3 separate regions of the Zea mays genome follow, and regions 1 and 3 are each linked to region 2. A link is a contact called in public Hi-C data. All regions are on one chromosome and are shown on one strand. Each heading gives the region's core, a stretch centred on a gene start, on an enhancer-like site or on the middle of the called end of the contact. The rest is flanking DNA. Distances are from core to core; before and after follow the strand shown.

Region 1 (2,700 bases), core at 3-2,502, 460 kb before region 2:
TAATAGCTACGAGGCCAGTTTGAAGATGTCACCGTTTGAGGCTCTATATGGTAGAAAATGCAGGACTCCTCTATACTGGGATCAAACTGGTGAAAAGCGGTTCTTTGGGCCTAAACTTATACAAGAGGTAGAAGAACAAGTGCGAATGATAAGAGAGAATTTGAGAATTGCACAATCAAGACAGAAGAGCTATGCTGATACCCGGAGAAGACTGCTGGAGTTTAAGGAGGGTGATCACGTGTATCTAAAGGTGTCACCGATCCAGGGTATGAGGAGATTTAAAGTTAAAGGAAAATTGTCCCCTCGCTTCATTGGACCTTTCCTGATCTTAAAGCGAGTGGGAGAAGTGGCATATCAACTAGAACTACCCGATCATCTTGCGAATGTACATGATGTCTTCCACGTGTCACAACTAAAGAAGAGCCTCAGGGTACCTGAGGAGCAACTACCAATGGAGGATCTTAGTGTTCAAGATGATCTAACGTATACGGAATATCCTACCAAGATTCTTGAAACTTTGACTCGAGTTACAAGAAATAAGGTTGTTAAGATGTGCAAAGTGCAATGGAGCCATCATGGAGAAAATGAAGCTACTTGGGAGAGAGAAGAAGAGCTTCGCATAGATTTTTCCCATCTTTTCCCTAGTCCTTCCTAAATCTCGGGGACGAGATTCTTTGTAAGTGGGGTAAGATTTGTAATACCCAAATAATTGGATTTATAAAAATGTATAAGTATTGGGTATTATAAATAAAAAAAGGGGTTATGGGATTATTTGTTTTGGTTTACTTCTTATTGCATAATCCAAAAATGGGCTCAAGTGAACTATTAACTAGTGTAAATAAATGTATAAATTAAATATGCATTATATGCTGGGTTCTTGTATTTTTGCATTTGTGTTCAAAGTTGTGAGACAAGTTCAAATTTGAAAATTAGAATTTGAAAACAGAAATTATGAAAGAAAAGAAAAAGAAAAGAAAAAGGAAAAAAGAGAAATTCACGGCTTGGGCTGGCTTTTCCTGGGTCGGCCCACTAACCAACCGTCCGCAGCCATTTCTCCTGACCTGGTGGACCCACGTGTCGGGCACCTAATCGAGTGTCATTCTCCTTGCGTCGCTGTCATGTGGCCCCACCGAGTCAGTACTTTCCTTTCCTCTTGCGCGCGCGACGTGGATGACTGGTGGGTCCGGTTTACCAGAGGCAGAGAAGGGGTCTTCTACCCGTAGCTGGCGGAGGGCATCGCAGACTCCGTGCGCGGTGGGATTCAACCGTAATCGCGGAGACCTCGGCGTTCGACTCAGGAGTCCAAGACTCCATGGTTAAAAGCGGCGCGCCATGCTCCTTTCTCCACTCGTGACCAATCCTAGGCTGCAGCAACAAACATGGCCCTAGTAGAGAGAATGCGGAGAGAGAGAGAGCCGCGAGTGTACGGGTTCTGGCGGAGCTGCGGCTTCAAGCAAGGTGCCGTGCAAAGTCGCTGGGGAGTACGCGCGAAGCATTGCCACACGGCAACCTGGAAGCAAGGGTCTCGGCGTAATTATACTGCAGTGGGGATTTCACAGCGCACGCCAGGCGGACGAACCGTGGATGGGCGCGGTCGGCATTTCACCGGACCGGGCCTTCATCGCCAAATCGAGCCGAGCGTCGGGAATTCTAGTGAGAATCACCACTCTAGCTGTCTCCGCTTTATATTTCTGTGCAGGTAGCAGTTTGTAGGCTCGGGCTTTGGTCTATCAACAAGTGTGTCGGGTAGCGCCGTCAAGTCTGGTCATGGGGGTAGGAAAGAAGATGAATGTGTGGCCGTGTAAGGTAGGAGCAGAGGCGTCCGGGCGGTAGATAGGGCTCGAATGGCGAGCTCGGAATAGTTTGTTGTCGCGTCCATGGCGCTCGTCCGCAGCGGATTAGCTGGAGAAAAAAAAAGAAGAGAGAGAGAACCGGTGAGGTAGAAGAAGGCCGACGACCGTTGATCCCGTGTTGTACGGTGGGGATCGGATGACCGTAGCCGCTCAGCCGGATTGATGCGCAACCGTTAGATTCATTATCAACGTTCACGATGTGAGCTAGCGTACCGATTCGGCCGTGTCAATCTCGGCCGATGATCATCGGATGTGCGGGCGAAAGGAAACCATACTTGTAGACCGTTGGATCGGGATCCTGCGCTCGCGGGCTCGTAACGGTTCACGTTATGATCTGGCGCGTCTGATTCTGATTGGATGGCCAGAGATGGCCGATACCGCTTCAGTTGATAAAAATTACTAACGAGCCCCTCTGTTTCTGGCCAATCAACCCGCCGTCCATCAGCGCATTAGATCTGAGTCTGTGGGGTTTTTGCGAGAAAGCCCCTGGCCTTTCTAGAATTTGGCGCGTAGACCAGAGAACTAAAGAAATAGATAAATAATTATAGAAATTGATTTTTAATATAAAAAAATTCTAGAAACAAGTATAAATCATATTAAATTTATTTTAACTCCAAATTGAGTCATTCCAGTTGCAATAATTTTGTATTAATATTGTCTATCAACTAGTAACATTGTTTAGCCATAAAACTTGAATTAAAATTGTTCATTTGAATTAATCTAGTCTAAGTGCTTAATAGCTTCAGAAATTCATAACTAAATAACTATAACTCCAAACTAATGATTCATGTTCCTAGGATCTTATTTTACTGTCTAGATTATTATTGTGTATTTTATTTACATGTTT
Region 2 (2,700 bases), core at 192-2,691:
TACAAACTGTTTAATAATAATCTACGCGTAGCTACGAGATCGTGTGTTCAAGAATCACTAAATTCGGAGTTACGGTTATAAAGTTATGATTTTTCCGAAGATCCACGTGGTTAAATATAGAATAGACTATGTGCAAAATTTGAACCTATATTTCATTAAAAACAAAGTTACCAGATGATAATAAATATTATTGTGAGACTAATGCAACTAGAATGGATAAAAACGGAGTTACGGTTATTGGGTTATGAATTTCTGGAGTTATTGAGTATATGGTATGGATTAATTCAGATGAATAATTTTAATTCATATTTCATTGCTAAACAGAGGTACTAAGTGGTAGACAATATTAAAACAAAATTAATGTCTCTCGAATGAATTAATTTGAAGCTAAACTAAATTTAATATGAATTATATAAGTTTCTGGATTTATTTTTGCATTAAAAATCGATTTCTATACTTATTTATCTGTTTTTCCTGAGCTCTAGACTGGGCGCATAAAAATAGAGAAACACAGGGGCCTAAATCACAATTTCCCTAAGACTCATATTCACCCCGCGTGGATGGTAGGTTGATTTTAATGAACTACATGGGCTCTTTTGTATAACGCTCAGGCCGAAGGGGTATGGACATAGCCGAGCCGCACGATCAGAGATGGAGGGCCGATATTTAAAAAGTTGAAGGGGTATCTACGACTTAATCCCTGTCGTCCACTACTCGATCAACGACCAGATCTTTATGAAATGAAGGGGTATCCATGATATAATCCAGGCCATCCATTACGGAATCAATGGTCACAAGATCTTCTTCCCCAAGGCGGCTGCCAGGGCACATGAGTCCGAGCCCCATTCCCCGAGCGGCGCCCCGCCAGCGCGACAGGCTCTGGCCCCGCCAACCCCCAACACGAAAACTGATGTGCCAAAACCGATGCGGGAATCGTGGGAAGTACGCAAGGGAGGATCATACCGCGGGTGGCAACACGGGCATGGTCGTTGACGCAGTATGGCGGAACAGCGGCGTCGCACTTGCTCCGACAAGAAATTACCTCGCCAGCACGCACTCCCGCGGTTTGGCCATACCACAGACATGATCCCCGAGCTTAAGAGAACCTCCGAGCTTCCCCCAGGCGTGGACAGACACGGCATAGGCGGACGCACCCAACCCCGGATCTCCCTTCTGTTTTGGCGTTGGCGACTGGCTTTAGCTCGGGCGAATTGGGACGAGAGGGAGAAGGAGCGGCACGGCTTTATAACTAGGGGGGTCCGCATCCAACGCGCCACGGAACCGGCCCCAACGGCCGAGCGGAGATCCAGGTGAGAACGGCGCGGCGAGATACCGACTCGCGGTGCGCGCGGCGATGGAATCACGTTCTGTTTGAGGTAGGGGAACGAGCTGACGACTGGGCCCACAGGGCGGGGATCCAACGCGCACAAGCCGGCGCGTGTTATGCGGTTGGGAGACTGGCGAGCGGGGCCCATATGGAAGTGAAACGGGCCAAGCGCACGGATGCAGTGCAGGAGTGGAAAAAGGAGATGGACCGAAGACAGAAGAAATCGGCCCAGGTAGTTATGGTGAGTTTTCTTTTTCTTTTTCTATTTTTTTTGTTTTGTTTTCTTTTTATTTTATTTAAACTTCCAATTCCAAATCTTTGTTTTAAATTTTAGATTTCCAATATCCAACATAATTATAATATAAATATAAATATTACTATTTGCAATATTTTTTAATTTATTTTTTCCCCTTCTCTCTTTTTTTTCTCCTTCATTTTTAAATTCCTTTTTGAATTTAAAATCATGTTTGAACTTCAAACTCCTAAATATCAATCACAAGTCTCACCTGAATAATACTTTTACTCCTTGTAATTTATTCAAATAGTAAATGACTTTAATACAATTTTCTTTCTATTACTTCTTTTCTAAGTTATTTCTTGATTTCAAAATTCAATCCTCAACATTCGAAGCCCAAATATAATTTGGGATATCGAAATTTACTATTTTATTTCTTCATTTATTTATTTATTATTTTTACACAAATTTGTGGGCTTTAAACTACGCGCGCGCTCCTTCTCTGCTTCCATGGCCGAGCCCGTCCACGCGCCCTCCCTGCTCCTCTCTCTCTCCCGTTGCTCTTCTGGCCGGCGCCCCATCTCCCATGGCGCTCGTCCTCCGGCCATCAGACCATCCATCAAGCGCGGTTTTGGAGCTCAGCGCGGAGTCAGCCGCGTCCCTGCATCTTGCTTCAGCTCACGCCGTCTTCCCCAGCCGCGCCCATGCCGAGCTCCCTCGACGTCCCGTCCATGGTCCTCCTCTGCTCGGTCGCTCCTCCCCAGCCGTGGATCTTCCTTGTGTGCCGCGCTGTCTCAGCCTCTCTCCTCCCTGGCGCTCACCCCTGCCTTTCCTTCCTTGTGCCGCACCTCCTTGGTATGTCCATGTCGCCTGTAAGTGCCCACGCGGCTTCCCCATGGCGTCCCTCGACCTCCAGCTCCAGCTCGCCGAGTCCCTCTCTGTCCGCGCCATGGAGCTCACCCGCCGTGGCCTCGCCTTGCTCCCTGCTGTGCTCTCCCTCGACGTCCCTCCCCCATGGCCGCAGCCGTGACGGACGTGCTCAACGGTGGTGTCGCGGAAGAAGAGCAGGTCCCCATCGCCCACATCACCGCGAAGTCCTATGCTTGTCCTCAGGCCGCACCTCCCACTTCTGTGTTCT
Region 3 (2,700 bases), core at 49-2,548, 500 kb after region 2:
TCTGCAGAGGTTGTACCCTCTACCCACAAGTCGTGTATCCCGTCTAGCCTGGGTTTGCAAGCCCTTAGACACTGCCGAGGTGAATGGTTAGGGATCCACTATGAGGCCTTTACAAAGTTCCACTAGCTTCAGAAAACTCACTACAGTTTCTAGGAAGAGCAATGCAGGAATCCCCCGTCTGACCGCCATCGCAGTAAAATCAACCCAAGAACCTCCCTACACGCCTACTCCCCTACTGCTCTTGCCCCTTTCGGGTAAGGTAGTCCTCCACTAGCTTTCCTACTTAGTCAGTCAAGGGCGTCTCATTCCACCCTTGTGGTGGCACGTGTTTCTCAAGTTAAGCTCGATGTTCCAATTAACATAATTGTCTTATCATGAACAGAAATAGAACAGTAATAAAAAATTATCATGTGTAGTAGTTATCTCAACACCCAAAACCATATATAGCAATAGCCAAGACTACCCAAAATTTCAGGGGTAAACAAGGTGTAAAGATAACCATACTAGGGTGTCCTATTAGGTCCCATCAAAATTAAGCTTATGCATGATAAAATGACTATAGAGAACATTATTGGATAAATAAAAGTGGTCAAGAGCACAACTTGCCTTCAATGAGCTCCTGCTCAACAACTTCTACCTGCTGAACACCTAGATCCTCGGCCACTGACTCGTCTACTCGCCACAATACAAACAAACATGGTACAAAGGATAAATTAACATCATTTCAAACATGAGTACAAAATACATAATAATATTCTGCGCATTGTAACGAGATCGTATGAACAAGAATCACTAAATTCGGATTTACGGATTTTAAATTATGATTTTCCAAAGGTTTTATGTGTTTGGTAAAAAATAATTAAGGGATCAATTTTAGTATAGGTTTCATGCTAAAACAGTGTTACTAAGTGATAAACAATATTAATACAAAATTATAGCAACTGGAATGGACTAAAAAGGAGTTAAAATGCATTTTCTAGGAATTAAATAGAAACCAGCATTATTTTTATGCCTAGAAAACCATTTTCCTAATTTGTTTTATTCAATTCCCATGCCTCTGGTCTGCGCTCATAAATTTACGGGAGTTCAGGGTCTGTCATATAAAAATCCCGGGCTCAATCCGTGGTTATTCCACACTGAGAAGGATGGCGGGTTCAATTCACAATTCATGAGGGTTCTGATGTTAAAATGGACTTCGAAAAGGTATGACTCAACGTTGGCCGCTCGATTTGTACTAAAGGGCCACGATTACATCTTCCCACCTCCAACCGGTATGCGCTGGCAAACCGATCGGCTAAACGTTGCGATCAACCCAGTCCACACGATCAGCGATCTACGGTCAAGGCGCATTCACCCAGGCCAAACACTATCGTGTTGCTTTAATTCGCACCGTTGGCTCCGCCATCCACGGCAACGGCGTTATCTTCTACCTCCGGCTCGGCGGCAACGACACCGCGCCTGCTCTAGGTCGCGACCAACCCGAGCCCCGGAATCCCCGCCCAAGGAGTCTCATCGGCAGGGAGTCGTGACATGGAAAAGAGAAGGTTGTTCTCACTAGAGGTCCTGTGCGCCGGCCACCGTTTGGCGTTGAAGCCCTAGCCCGGTGAGGAAGCAGTACCGATTGATCACCTTTCCCTCCCGCGAGCACGGAAACCCCACACAGGTTACACCGGTGACTTCCGCTACACGGTGGTCGGGTCTCCCTCCGCGCGCTGTGACGTGAGGGCAACGCGACGGTCTCTCCAGCACACGGTGCCCGCACGATGCCAAGCAACCCTGGAATTTGTTCTATGGAAGCGCAACGCAATGATCTAGGGACTCAGGTACCCCCGTTATAGCCTCAAACGCGGCAGCGCGACGGTTATGCAAGCACGACTTTTGGAGCTCACGATCACCAGAATCGTGGAGGTTGCGCTGGGTCTGGTATGACATGGGGCTTAGACTGACGCCTGGGCCCGCGGTGCCAGTGCCCTGAGTAATCACGTACGCACCGATGGAGAGGCTGGGCAGCGGGCCCGCGCGGTCAGCCAATCGAGAAGCTGGCGTGCGCATCCGCGGAGTGGAACCGGCTAGCACTGGGCCGTCCCATGGCGAAGCGGTGCAGTTTGGGCCACGGGGAAAAGGAAAGGGGCCAGCATAGGTTGAGTTCAGCCCGTACGGCGCCTATTCTTCTTATTTTTTATTTTTATTTTTTCTTTTTATTTTCCTTCCTTTTCTTTTCAAATTTTAGATTTCGAATTTGAATTCAAATTTAGTTGTGGAATTTCGCTCCCTTTAAATGCATAACTTGAGCAACCCAGTATGGTGAGGTTTATATAATTATATATTTATTTCTCGGTTTTATATAGTATTTTTCTTTTCTTACTCTAAAGCTTTGATTCCAAATTAGGTTTTAAATTCTAGTTTGTACATCAATGTATTGTTTTTTATACTTTTATTTTTATTATTTATTAATGCACAATCAAATAACTTTAGCATAATGCATATGTTATTCATGTGTCATTTGTTAATTATTTCCTTTTAAATGTGGGTGTTCACATGTGCTAATAAATAGAGGTCACACAAATAAGGAGATCAACTCTATTCTCATTATTTACAATTTGGGTATTACATAGTGGGACCTTGCCTCGTCTCCTCGGTAGAGATGAATGGGAAGTCGCGATCCCTTGGCAAATGGGTAACACGACTTGTGGGTAAAGA

What was found. A called contact is a pair of places that touch in the nucleus more often than the background predicts.
Region 1: a Hi-C map of leaf mesophyll shows a contact between it and region 2, with 2.8 times the contacts expected there. The contact joins the promoter of LOC100277519 here to the enhancer-like site in region 2. A contact is called at or near these places in 2 of 25 Hi-C or Micro-C datasets (endosperm and leaf mesophyll).
Region 3: a Hi-C map of bundle sheath shows a contact between it and region 2, with 3 times the contacts expected there. The contact joins two enhancer-like sites. A contact is called at or near these places in 2 of 25 Hi-C or Micro-C datasets (bundle sheath and endosperm).

What each region holds. Positions count from the first base shown.
Region 1 is chr4:52,710,246-52,712,945 of Zm-B73-REFERENCE-NAM-5.0, reverse strand. It overlaps LOC100277519, which reads left to right and starts at 1,252. Exons shown (of 3, transcript NM_001151053.2): 1 at 1,252-1,653. The coding sequence starts at 1,380.
Region 2 is chr4:52,254,357-52,257,056 of Zm-B73-REFERENCE-NAM-5.0, reverse strand. No RefSeq gene overlaps it. Among protein-coding and RNA genes, the nearest start is that of LOC100284873, 63 kb to the right of the region's middle. Within about 2 kb of position 1,441, at least 17 of the 20 cell types and tissues checked have an H3K27ac peak or open chromatin away from gene starts, as enhancers often do. A contact at or near this core is called in bundle sheath and leaf mesophyll, where this site is marked.
Region 3 is chr4:51,754,424-51,757,123 of Zm-B73-REFERENCE-NAM-5.0, reverse strand. No RefSeq gene overlaps it. Among protein-coding and RNA genes, the nearest start is that of LOC100276939, 12 kb to the right of the region's middle. Within about 2 kb of position 1,298, at least 17 of the 20 cell types and tissues checked have an H3K27ac peak or open chromatin away from gene starts, as enhancers often do. A contact at or near this core is called in bundle sheath, where this site is marked.